Linked DNA regions of Sus scrofa: region 1 is linked to region 2. A link is a contact called in public promoter capture Hi-C data. All regions are on one chromosome and are shown on one strand. The core of a region is the stretch at or near the end of the contact, and the rest is flanking DNA. Distances in the headings are between cores, read along the strand shown.

Evidence for each region. Promoter capture Hi-C pulls out the DNA fragments that hold promoters and counts their contacts.
Region 1: a promoter capture Hi-C map of fetal liver shows a contact between it and region 2, with 5 times the contacts expected there. The contact joins the promoter of SYK here to the promoter of GADD45G in region 2. A contact is called at or near these places in 1 of 5 promoter capture datasets (fetal liver) and 1 of 2 datasets of contacts at active chromatin or transcription factors (alveolar macrophages).

What each region holds. Positions count from the first base shown.
Region 1 is chr14:2,101,864-2,107,910 of Sscrofa11.1, reverse strand. SYK (spleen tyrosine kinase) reads right to left here and starts at 4,205. Exons shown (of 13, transcript NM_001104952.1): 1 at 3,748-4,205; 2 at 906-1,066. The coding sequence starts at 4,149.
Region 2 is chr14:1,161,637-1,167,764 of Sscrofa11.1, reverse strand. GADD45G (growth arrest and DNA damage inducible gamma) reads right to left here and starts at 1,765. Exons shown (of 4, transcript NM_001185129.1): 1 at 1,620-1,765; 2 at 1,257-1,358; 3 at 913-1,126; 4 at 227-833. The coding sequence starts at 1,672. The coding sequence ends at 723.

The DNA of each region.
Region 1 (6,047 bases), core at 2,956-5,455, 940 kb before region 2:
GTCAGTGTCCAAGATGCGGACGCGGCACCCAGTCAGACCCTCTTCGGGGGGCGGGGGGAGGGAGTGGTGACCACTGAGCAGTGACCAGCACAGGTGAGTGTGCCTCAGCTGGAAGCACCTTGGGGGAATACGGTCGACACCTGCCCAAGACAGCTCCTTCCCTCCTCTGGACCAATGACCGCACCCTGGGATGGCCTGTGTCTCCAGAACCTCCAGGATGGAGGTGCACTGACCACTGAGGATAACAGTGAACAGACTTCCAGATGCACATCTCTTTTCTTTTCTTTTTTTGGGGGGGGCACACCCACAACATGTGGAAGTTCCCAGACCAGGGATCGAATCGGAGCCACAGCAATAACACCACTGAATCTTTAACCACTAGGCCATCAGGGAACGCCCACACCTCATTCCCGAGATTATGAGGCTGGTGTCTGCATGCGTGCTTGGGATCAAGCACCTGCACTAACCTTTCCCAGCAAATTCGCTTTACTCTCCACCCTAGGGACATTCCTCTCCAAGTAAAAAGAGAAGTAAAGTTTGAGATCTCAGGGCCAATGCAAGCAAACACACTGCGGCATTTTTAGCTTGGATGGCGAGCCAGAGACAGTGTTACACATCCCATGTTTGTCGTGAAAAGCAGAAAGTGAGGCTGAATAGATTTTCTTTACATGAAGTCCCTCAGTGCCCAAGAGGAGTATTCGCCCTGGGGGCGAGTGGCTAAATGCAGAATTCCATGGGATGGCTTTGATTTTAGGTGTCTATGTGACCAACACGTGTGTCTCAGAGGATGGCACTTGATCCCTTCCCAGGGTCACCAGGAGTCCAGGAATGGGGAGGCTGAGTTACCCCTAACTGTCCCCAGTAGGCCTGGTGCTCAGGAGCGAAGGGAAAGACAGAATACTTACAAAAACTTCCCATTTGTCTTTGATCCTATCAGGACAATCTGCTCAGATTCATCCCGAGAGATTTTTCCGTGGAACCAGGGCATTTTTTCATGGGCTGTGGTGGCAATCAGCTTCTCCAGCTGAGGTTTCTGGCTGATAATTGCCTGCTCCAGGGCTTGACCCTGCCACGAGGAGAGGAGAGTGGAGCCATGCTAAGTGAAAGTGACAAGAAAGCGTTTCCAGTCTGTCTTAAGCCTGACCCAGGAAAATGCAATCTCATCTATTTGCTCATTCGATAGATAAAGCCGATAGATCTACTACGTTACTTAAGTACCTTCAAGTGTAATAACTAAGAAAACAGATTTTAGAATACAGAGGTTGGCCTTTGAAAAGCCACATCGAAGATGTGATAAATTCATTTGAGCAATAAAAAAAAAAAAAAAATGGAAAGAAAAAAAAAAGAAAAGCCACATCGAGCTGTAGAAACCTTCTGGTATAGTCCATGAGGTCTCAAGAATGGTTTTCCTGCCCTCTTCCTCTTAGAGCTGATTGTTCTGTATTAGACTCTGATCATTTAACAGCAGTCAGGAAGCCTTAAGATGGCATGCTTTTTTCTGTCTGCCTCTGCAAGGTTTCACTCTGAGGGCTCATGCACGCTGCTGCCTGTAAGGTCACAGAAAGGAGATGACCCTTGACAATGCAGAAATGACAAAGCAGAAAGAAAGAAAAAGGAGAAAAAAAGGTTGACAGCCACGTGAATTCTCTTCCTCATCATTCCAGGAGGAGAGAAACAGAGATCCTTCGCAGCAGAAAATGAAGAACCCAAGTTAATTGTTAACTTACAAAAAGAACCAGAAGAAGTAAAAATCAAAACATAACCAACCCAAAGGAGGAGATGGATGCAAGGAGGGAAGACAGAAGAAAAGGTGAGTCTGGAAATTTTTTCATGCCTCAGAGATGGGGTGAAAAACAAAAGCAGTAACAGTTATGTACCAAAGAGATATCAAGTTCAAAGTAGGCAGAGGGCAAAAGCAATAGTGTGGAATATTACTCAGCCATAACAAAGAATGGACCACTGACACATGGCTGACTCGCAAATGCCTTACACCAAGTATAAAAGGCCAGTTTGAAAAGACTGCTTGCTATGGAGCCCACTTATATGACATTCTTGACAAGGAAAAACTATAGGGACAGAAATGCATATTTGACTTGGGGGGATGACTACATGTGCCATGTGTTTGCTGAAAAATCATAGAACTGGACACTTTTAAAGAGGATGAATTTCATGGTTTGTAAGTTACGCTTCAACAAGCCTGACTTATCTGACTTAAAAAAGAATAAGAGAAGGAGGTCCCATTGTGGCTCAGTGAAAACGAATCCAACTGGTACCCACGAGGATGCGGGTTCGATCTCTGGACTCACTCAGTGGGTCAGGGACCCAGCGTTGCCATAATCTGTGGTATAGGTCACAGACACGGCTCAGATTCTGTGTTGCTGTGGCTGTGGTGTAGGTCAGCAGCTGTAGCTCCAATTTGACCCCTAGCCTGGGAACGTCCACATGCCGCGGGCGCAGCTCTAAAAAGCAAAAAAAAAAAAAAAAAAAAAAAAAAAATGGAACAGATGATCCTATATCTAAAAAAACAAAAATAGATCATGGCCAAGGAGAGCAGACTTGAGGTTCCCAGAGGGGAAAGGGGAGGGGGCGGGAAGGATGGGCATTTGGGGAGTTTTTTGGATGCAAACTGTTATATTTGGAATGGATGGGCAATGGGGGCCGACTGTATAGCACAGGGAAATGTGTGTGATTGGGTCCCTCTGCTATACAACAGAACAGGAAGAAACATTTTCAATTAACTATACTTCAATAATAGTAATTTTTTTAAAAGAAAAATAATTTAAAATTTTTAAAAAGGATGGTTTAAGACATATCCAATTAATACTAAATGAAAAATACTGAACTCATAGTATTATTATCTATCTGCAAGATTGCATTCATTGTAGAACCTATTAAAGCAATATAGGAATCGGTGTACAGAATCCTGAAAAAGCCTGAGCTGTCATACATCCCTGTGGATCAGACAACACAGAAAAATGCCCGGGGCATACATCCAGGAAACGGAAGGAAATGGTTGAGCATATAAGTCGGAGCAGGAGGCCGTCGATCAGCCTGCTGGCTCCTGATATCAGTGCTGTTGAGAGTGTGGCAGGAATGTAAGCTGTCACAGCTCTGAGACCTTTCTGGATGACAACTTATCAACATGTCCAAATCATTCTCTGTGGCAAATGCAACCTGCTCAGGGTTATCCTGTAGATATTGCAAAAAGGGTTAGAAGGATGTTACTAGCAGCATTATGTATAAGCACCGAAGTTGTCCATCAATGGGTACTGGTTAATTGGCACTAGTTAAATAAGTTATGATGCATAGAAGGGAGTCTCAGGCAGTCAGTAACTGACTGATGCAGCATGTATCTGCTGACACCAGAAGTTCTGCAAGAGATGTTATCTAGCGAGAGGATCAAAGCCGAAAAGAGTGTACAGTATGACCCTCTCAGGTAAATAAAAACCAGTATATTCTTGTGATGCCTCCTCCAAGAGGCCCAGCATGAATTGGGTGACAGTGGTTTCCTGCGGTGGAGAAACCCACATCGCTGGCACAAAAGGGCCACCCTCGAAAATGCGACCGCAAAAGAGGAAAGGCTGTCTTCTTGGAGTGAGGCACTTTTGGGGCCACGTGGATGACTAAGGAGAAGGGTGCTTATCTGGGGCCCCACTGCCTGGCTCTCATGGAGCTGGGTGCCTGCGTGAACGCCAGTGCCCGGGAACTCAGGAGACCGCGCGCCGAGGGGTTCCCGCCGCCGCCCACCTGGAGGTTCCATGTCTGTTTCACGTATTCCCGGATGAGGTTCTCCTTCAGGTCCTCAAAGGGGCCGGTCTTGGGCTGCACCCCTGGCGGCCGGTTGAAAGGGTTCTTGAGCAGGCAGACGAGGCCGTCCAGCTCCTGGGAGTGGTAGTGGCAGAGCTCGGCCGGGCTGCCGTGGGTCCTACCGCCCGAGATGGCATAGGTCCCATTCAGCTCGCGCTCGATGGTGTAGTGATGCGCCTTCCTGTCATACGCTACCGACAGCGCGAAGCCACCCAGGTAGTTGCGGCTCTGGCGAAGCAGGTAGAGCCCGTCGCTCATGCCCCCCTGGACCAGGTAGTCTTCAGCCTCCTCCCGGGTGATGTTGCCAAAGAAGAAGGGCAAGTGGTTGGCACTGTCTGCCATGCCTGCGCCTTCTCCTGACACCTACGGCACACACAGGGGTCCACCTGGCAAAACAAAGATGGGGCAGAGGTCAGGACCCGGGCGCAGGTAGTTGTGAGAGCACCTACCCTCCAGTCCTGGCCCACTAGTCCTTGAAGCTCTTCCCTGCGGGACTTGGGTGCCCTGGAAGGTGCCCTCATCCTTTCCACCCACATAATCATTAGGTTTCCAAAAACGCCCTCTCAATACTGAACCAGAAAACCTGCATTGAATTTTTTTTTTTTTTTTTTTTTTTGGTGGGGACCGAGCGTTCTAACTGACTAAAAAGAGAAGTCCCCTTGCAAAACAGGGCTCAAAACCTCTCCCAGTGGGCAGTGGGGCACAGGGGCAGAACCCAGACAAGGCCTCTGTTCTCACCAGATGAAGAGAGTTGGAAAGAAACAGGATAGTCGGTTACATGCACTGAAGATGTCGCTGGACTCCTTCTGCCTGAACATTGGGGGGGAAACTGTGTCATCGCCCATAGCTGGACACTAGAGAGAAGTGCTGGGCACGTTTATGTACCACGTAAAATGTTTGGCCAGGAGGCAGGATGGGCAAGCAGCTGCCTTGAGGTATGAAAACTGACATCCTCCCAGAGCCCCAGGCCTTGGCGACAGGGTGTCCCCTCCAGACTACTTCCTGATGCCCGCTTGCTACCATCCTCAAGGCCAATACTGAAGAAACAGTGCAGGTTCCACATGCGACGAGGATACTTGTCACCAAATTAGATACTTTTTGTGCACAACAGGCACACGCTTGGGTGGATGTGTGAAGTCAGTGAATGCACTTTTTTTTTGTCTTTTTTTTTTTTTAGGGCCACACCCATAGCATATGGAGGTTCCCAGGCTAGGGGTTGAATTGGAGCTGTAGCTGCTGGTCTATGCCACAGCCACAGCAACGCCGGATCCAAGCCTCGTCTGTGAACTACACCACAGCTCACAGCAACGCCAGATCCTTAACCCACTGAGCGAGGCCAGGGATTGAACCTGTGTCCTCATGGATGCTAGTCAGGCTGATTTCCACTAAGCCACGACGGGAACTCCCAGGGAATGCACTTTTGACAAGAAGACTGAGCAGCTGTGTTTGTAGATGAGAAGGATCTATATTGCCAGTCCAAAAAAGTATCCAAAATGGTGTATATTATAACCAAAGGGGGCTTTTCATCAATGGAAATGTATCTAACTGACTGCAAATGTGCATCTCGGGAGCAAAGCACATACCCTTTCATGTTAAACACAGAAACACAGACACACAAACACACAGACACACACAGGGACACAGACACACAAACACACAGACACACACACACACGACTATGTGAAACAGCCTCTTCTCGATATGAATCACCCCAAAAGGGCTGTAGAACATACCTGCCTTGTAGAGGAACAGAATTTTCCCCAGGCAATATTGTCAAATCAATATTCCTGAGTGAGTCCTTAAAAAGACATGGGGTTTTATTACAGTTTGAATGTACAAATAATTTTCTTGTTTGTTTCTCTTAACTTTTGACTAGCAATGCTTCCTTTTTCTTTGCTGAAGCTTCTGAACATTCATCTCTCAGCAAGGTTTTATTTTCTCTTAAAATTACAGCCCACAATTGCTCTTTGACCAAAGACTTCTGCTTTTAGCCAGAAAATATCTCTGGAGAGATAGTGAGTTGGTATGTCTTTGGGGAGCAATATTTCTTTTCTGCTTCTTTCTTCTTCTCAGGCTAATCCCTCTGTGCCGATTTTGTTGCAGATTCAGCCCCCGCCCTCACCCCCCCTCCAAAGAGTGAGCCCCTGGCACTCCTTTCTTATGCTTCGCTCTGTTCCTGCAATAGGACATTCAGGGCCTCACCTATCTGCTCTGGCCTGTGAGCCCACCTGCATTTCCAG
Region 2 (6,128 bases), core at 516-3,015:
GTGTAAAAATCTTCCTAAAGGGAGAGGAGGGCACGGCTCAAGTTCTGCTAACACCCAGCCAACGCCCCCTCCCCCACTTCGAGCACCCCGGGAGCCTGTAATTCAGCCCTAACAGGAAGATGGAACAGGTGCCAGCGAGTTCCGGGAATTTCAGAAATCGTCAGCAATCCCGCTAACCACCTTCCCCTCAGACAAAGATCCCCTGCCCTCAATAAAGAGAGTTAAGTTTTTTTCAGTAAGTTTATTGTAAGACTCAACGCTGCAGCAGCATAATCCTTTAGAAAACGAAGCATCGCCCGGATCCGTTTTGAAACAGCAGTGCCTACTGCTAAGTCCGTCAGAGCTTCTGTTACTGTACAAGTCCAGGCCTCCTGGCCTTGCCTTTCCCCTCCTTTCTGCCGGGAGCACAGGCTGCTGAGTCACGCCTGCCCGGCCAGTCTGTCCTTCCCGGCCGCGCGGCCAACGTCCCGCCTCCGGCCTTCCTGGGCGAGCAACCGCTCCCCACACTTGTAGAGTCCTGGGCTGGGGCCAGCCTGCCCCTGTCGCCGCCGGGCCCCTCCTCGGGAGGGAGCCGCACCTCCTCGCCGCTCTCCACGCGCCGGCGCCTGCCAGTCTCCACGCCGCACTCGGGCGCCCTCCTAGGGCGCATCCACAGAGCCAGCCCCGCGCTAGGCGCCCCGGGGCGTTACCACGTCGATCAGACCAAGACCCCCGCCGGGCTGTCACTCGGGGAGGGTGATATTGGGCACCCAGTCGTTGACGCTGCGACTCTCCTCGCAGAACAGGCTGAGCTTCTCCAAGGCGGGGTCCTTCCACGCGTCCTCATTGGGGTTCTGCGAAGAGAGTCCAGAGGTCAACCGGGCTGGCCGCTGGCAAGGGCAGGGATGACATCGGGATGGAGGCGACACTCACCGAAATGAGGATGCAATGCAGGTCTCCCGGCGTGCCCGCCTCGTCACCGGTGCCCACGATCGCCGCCAGCCGCTGTACATCGCCCACACGCACGATGTCGATGTCGTTCTCACAGCAGAACGCCTGGATCAAAGTGAAGTGAATTTGCAGCGCAATGTCGCCCTCGTCTTCCTCGTCAGCAGCCAGCACGCAAAAGGTCACGTTGTCGGGGTCCCTGCGCGAGCGAGAAGGAGGTGAAGAGGTCAGATCGGTGTGCCCCGGGTGCCCCGTGCCGCCTTCTCCCCGGTCTCCCTTGCCGCTCTGCCCGCCCCCGGCCGCCTCGCCCGGACCGCGTCTATACTCACACATTCAGGACTTTGGCGGACTCGTAGACGCCGGCGGTGAGGCAGCCCTGTCGCTGCGCCGACAGCAACAGCTCGTGCAGTGCTTTCCCGGCGCCCTGCATCCTGTGGAGGAGCCACCGCCATGAGCGTGGACAGGCCGGAGGGTGAGCCAGGACCCCCGAGCCCTGGGAGGCACCCCCGGCGCCCGACTCCGGCGCTCCAGCCCAGTGCCGCACCCCCAGCCCAGCGGAAACACTTGGGCCTGACTTCTACCCAGCGGACCCCCACCCCGGAAGGTTTCGAAGACTGCGCCCAACCAGCCGCGGCCAGGGCAGGACCAGGATCCCGGAGCCCTGAGACGTTCGGCGCTCAGCGCGGACTTACCTGGCCGTGCTTTCTGGAACCGTATCCTGGCCGCGAACTTCTTCCAGAGTCATGTTGCGATCCGCAAGCAGCAAGTTATCCACAAAAGCAGAGGGCGGAGCGGACGCGAGCGAAGAGAGATCAGCCCGCAGCTCTGCTCGGCGTGCCCACCGCCAGCGAGTGAGCCCGGGTCCCGCCGCGCGCCTTTATATAGGCTGGGTCTTCGGCGCCGCCAGCTGGCGCAAGCCTGCGCGCCCATTGGCCGGCGCCCGCTTTCTGATGCAAATGAGGCGGCGGCCGGCGGCTCGTGCCAGAAGGCCACGTGGGGAGGGGTGCGGGGGATGACAATGCCTCAAATCTGCTGCTTTTGTCGGGGTGTTACCAGGCAGCCTGGAGCCTGCAGATTTCATCTAGCCTTTTTGTTTTTAAGTCTTTAAAAGGGAAAAGTTTAAAAAAAAAAAAAAAGCCAAACCCTTGCTAGCTAATAGTACGCTGCAATTTGTGAAATGCACCGTTGGAGAATCTAATGAATTTATTTTTGCATTTATTTTTGTTGTTACCTTTCTATTTTTTCTTTACTCTTAATTTGGAGTTTATGAGACAGTAGCTTTTAAAGCGGAACTTAAAAACACACAGTCCTGGCTTTAAGCTTGCAAAAGGCCCGGGCGCAGCTCCCTCCACCTGACACTAGGGCCCGGAATGCGAGGTTCTCCCTGCAGAATCAAGGCTCCGACCCCGTCGCGCTGGAAAGTCCCACCCGAGCTCCCCGCCCTCTGCAGAGCGCTGCGGGGCGCCGGGGCTCCCGAGCAGATTGCGGCCGGCGCACGCGGCTCGTTTGCATTTCTATGGAGGACGCACAATAGCGGAGGTCTGGCGTGTGGCGGTTTGTGGGAGGGACAATCGAAGCTTTCTCTTCATAGCGACACTGTCCACCTGCCGCTGGGTGGGGTGGGTAGGGCCCTGCCGCTCGTGGGGGTCGCCGGGCTGCCTGGCGCGTGGGGGTCGGGGCCGCGTGCCGCTCCTGCCCTCCTCGGTGCGCGGCTCCCCACCCCCACCCCCGCACAGGCCCTGCTGCACCAGCGGCACGTTTGCATGTAATTCCGCCCCACCGGGTCCTTGCACACGTGCGGAACAGCGGTGGCAGTTGGAAGGAACACCTGGCTGCTGCACCATTTACACAGCCGGCTGCGCTCAGCCCGGACCCCTTGGCTCCAGGCCCCTAGAGCTTGGGGAACGCGGCTCGGAATATCTTTCCCGGAGCGCCATCTACAGGCCGGCAGGAAAGATCCTGACCACCTCCCTCCCCTACACTTGCATTGACCACTAGTGACTTGGCCTGCAGCCTCCTGGTCAAGGAGCTGCCCTGGTAGGGTCGGCTGAGCTCCCTCCAAGCTGCGTATTAACAGAAGTCAGAAGAAAGGCTGCAAAACCCACGCCGGAAGGAGTTGGGGACAAACGAAAAGACCCTTCGCTCACTCAACTTATCACTTTTGGTGTCTGCATCTCTCTGCTCTACGTTGAAACCAGTGCTGCGGTGCATTCCATTGCCCCTCTTTTCTAGATGAGGCCTTAGAGACTGGACAGGACTGTTTGCGGGCCGGGGTGAATTCGCTGGAAGCCCAGGCTCTGGTGCAAGACCGGAGATAACGGGTAAGAAAAACAGCCGAGTGCGCTGGCGTTTTGCGCCACCCGGTGGCCAGCTGCCAGAGGACAGCTGCGAAAGCAGGCCACTTCCTGATGCCAAGAATTGGGTCTTTGCTTACCTCATATCCCTGAAATCCGAGGCGTTTTATAACAGCGGGAGTCAGACGGCATCAGGCGGTGATTATTTGCTACTGTATCTTCTCGTTCGTTGTTGGTGGTGTTTAAAATGATGGTGGGCCTTGATTGGATAAAGTGTTTTTTCTTAAGTGATTGAGACTTAGGTATTGCTCTAATTAAATTATTAAACACTCAAACTGTTTTTATAGCACTGAGAACTATATCTAGTCACTTATGATGGAGCATGATAATGTGAGACAAAGAATGTATACATGTATGTGTGACTGGGTCACCTTGCTGTGCAGTGGAAAACTGACAGAAGACTGTAAACCAGCTATGATGGAAAAAATAAAAATCGTTTTTAAAAGTAAGTTATTAAACACTCCTTAAAATGTATTAGTTCCATGTCCCCAGGAATTGTTGCAAAAATGAGACCTATTTGACATCTCAGTGCTTACCCACCCCCCAACTTAAAACACTAGAAATCTCCCCCCACAGCAGGCCTCAGCCCCTCCTCCTAGAGAAAGGCCCCTGGGGAGGGGGGGACAGGAGACAGCTTTTCCAGTTGGCACTGAGCCAGCCTGGAGGAAGAAGGCTGATTGACAACCCCTGGGGGCTATTCTACTTCACTCACATTTTTAAGGTATTCAATTTCAGGAAAACCCACCTCTCTGACATAGGATATGGCTTCACATGGGTTTATTGGGTCAGGCAGAATGGCCCCAAAGCCTTCATCACAATTAGGAAAGAAACATTGTGTCTGGAAGCTAAGAGGGCCCTCCACTAGACCCCCACCCCCACCCCCCACCCCCCACCCCTACCCCCACCCCCACCTCCCACCCCTACCCCCCAGCCCCCACCCCTGCAGTTTAGACAAATGCAAAAGCTACTGGGTCAGGAACAGCCCATTTCAAGTTTGCTGGTCAGACTAAGGGGAGGAGGGGGGCAAAGCCAGCACCCCATTACAAGTATCTTTGGGTGCCCTCCCGGCCCACCCAGAGACAGAAGATGGTTGACAATAGCCAATGCCCATCCATCCTGCTGTGCGGCCCCCCCATCCCCCAAACCACTTTCAGCCCAAGTGTCAGCCTTGAGTCCTAAGAGGCGGTGATGTCACCCAAACTCCCTATGACTGCACCCCTAAACCTTCCCCTGATCTTAATCAGGAAGGTGATGGTGACTTTACTAAAGGGACAGCCTCGGGGATGCTCTGTTTCAAAAACCTTTTGGTTTATTAAAACTTCTCGGTCACTGCCGTGATCTGACTAAAATGCTGGGTGGAGATCACTATTCATTTGGGTATGCAAATTAGTAAGTTTAGGCAAGCAGTAAACTTTATAAGCCAGTCCCCTTTGCATTTTCTGAAATTAGTTGCTTTCAGAGTGTGCCCTAGCTCTGTCATTAAATAGCAGGTTCAGTCCCCTTATGAGGACAGCCTCACAGAGGCTGCAGGGCACAGACAGGCTACCCAGAGCTCGGTGCGGCCTGCAGGGAAGGTTCCTTCAGAAATGTCAAAAGTCATTGCTATCTTTCTTTAGGCACTCTCACATAAAAATCTGAATTTCCCGGAGTTCCCGTCGTGGCTCAGTGGTTAACGAATCCGAGTAGGAACCATGGGGTTGCGGGTTCGGTCCCTGGCCTTGCTCAGTGGGTTAATGATCCGGCGTTGCCGTGAGCTGTGGTGTAGGTTGCAGACGCAGCTCGGATCCCGCGTTGCTGTGGCTGTGGCATAGGCCAGTGGCTACAGCTCCAATTCGACCCCTAGCCTGGGAACCTCCATATGCCGGGGGAGTGGCCCAAGAAATAGCAAAAAAAAAGACAAAAAAAAAATCTGAATTTCCCGCTTCTCTTGAAAAATGGCAAGATGTGGACGCCATGTGCCTGCAGCCACCCCTCCCCCACCACCACGGTGACCATCACCTGGAGGAGGACCCAGGGACCCCCCCCAGGCCGAGCAGTGTTGTTCACCTCACCAAAGTCCCCACCATGCCCCTTTGCAGATACCCAGGTGCTTTGTTCTTTTATGTGACCTGCTCATCCCCTTTGCATTTGCAAACTTTGAAAAGGAACCGAAGTTTGAAAACAACATAAAACTGTCAAGTTCTTAAAAGATGAGCTTAGAGAGTTCCTGTTATAGCACAGCAGAAACAAATCCGACTAGTATCCATGAGTTTCCGGGTTCGATCCCTGGCCTTGCTCAGTGGGTTAAGGATCTGGCATTGCCGTGAGCTGTAGTGTAGGTCGCAGACACGGCTCAGATCCCACATTGCCGTGGCTGTGGTGTAGGCTGGCCTCTATAGCTCCGATTCAATCCCTAGCCTGGGAACCTCCATGTGCCTCCAGTGCAGCCCTAAAAAAAAAAGATGAGGAGTTCCCATCGTGGCGCAGTGGTTAACGAATCTGACTAGGAACCATGAGGTCGCAGGTTCGATCCCTGGCCTTGCTCAGTGGGTTAAGGATCTGGTGTTTCCGTGAGCTGTGGTGTAGGTCACAGACGTGACTCGGATCCCAAGTTGCTGTGGATCTGGTGTAGGGCTACAGCTCTGATTCAACCCCTAGCCTGGGAACATCCATATGCCATGGGAGCAGCCCTAGAAAAGGCAAAAAGACCAAAAAAAAAAAAAAAAAAAAAAAAAGATGAGCTTAAATAGAGTAAGCATCATTGGTGTCCCAGATTCTGTAGGACGTGTCTCCTTTTGCAGCGATCTGGATTGGCCCCTCTCCAAAAGGTCTGGGCCTTGCTCTTACTCCCTCATCCTCAACCCTCTC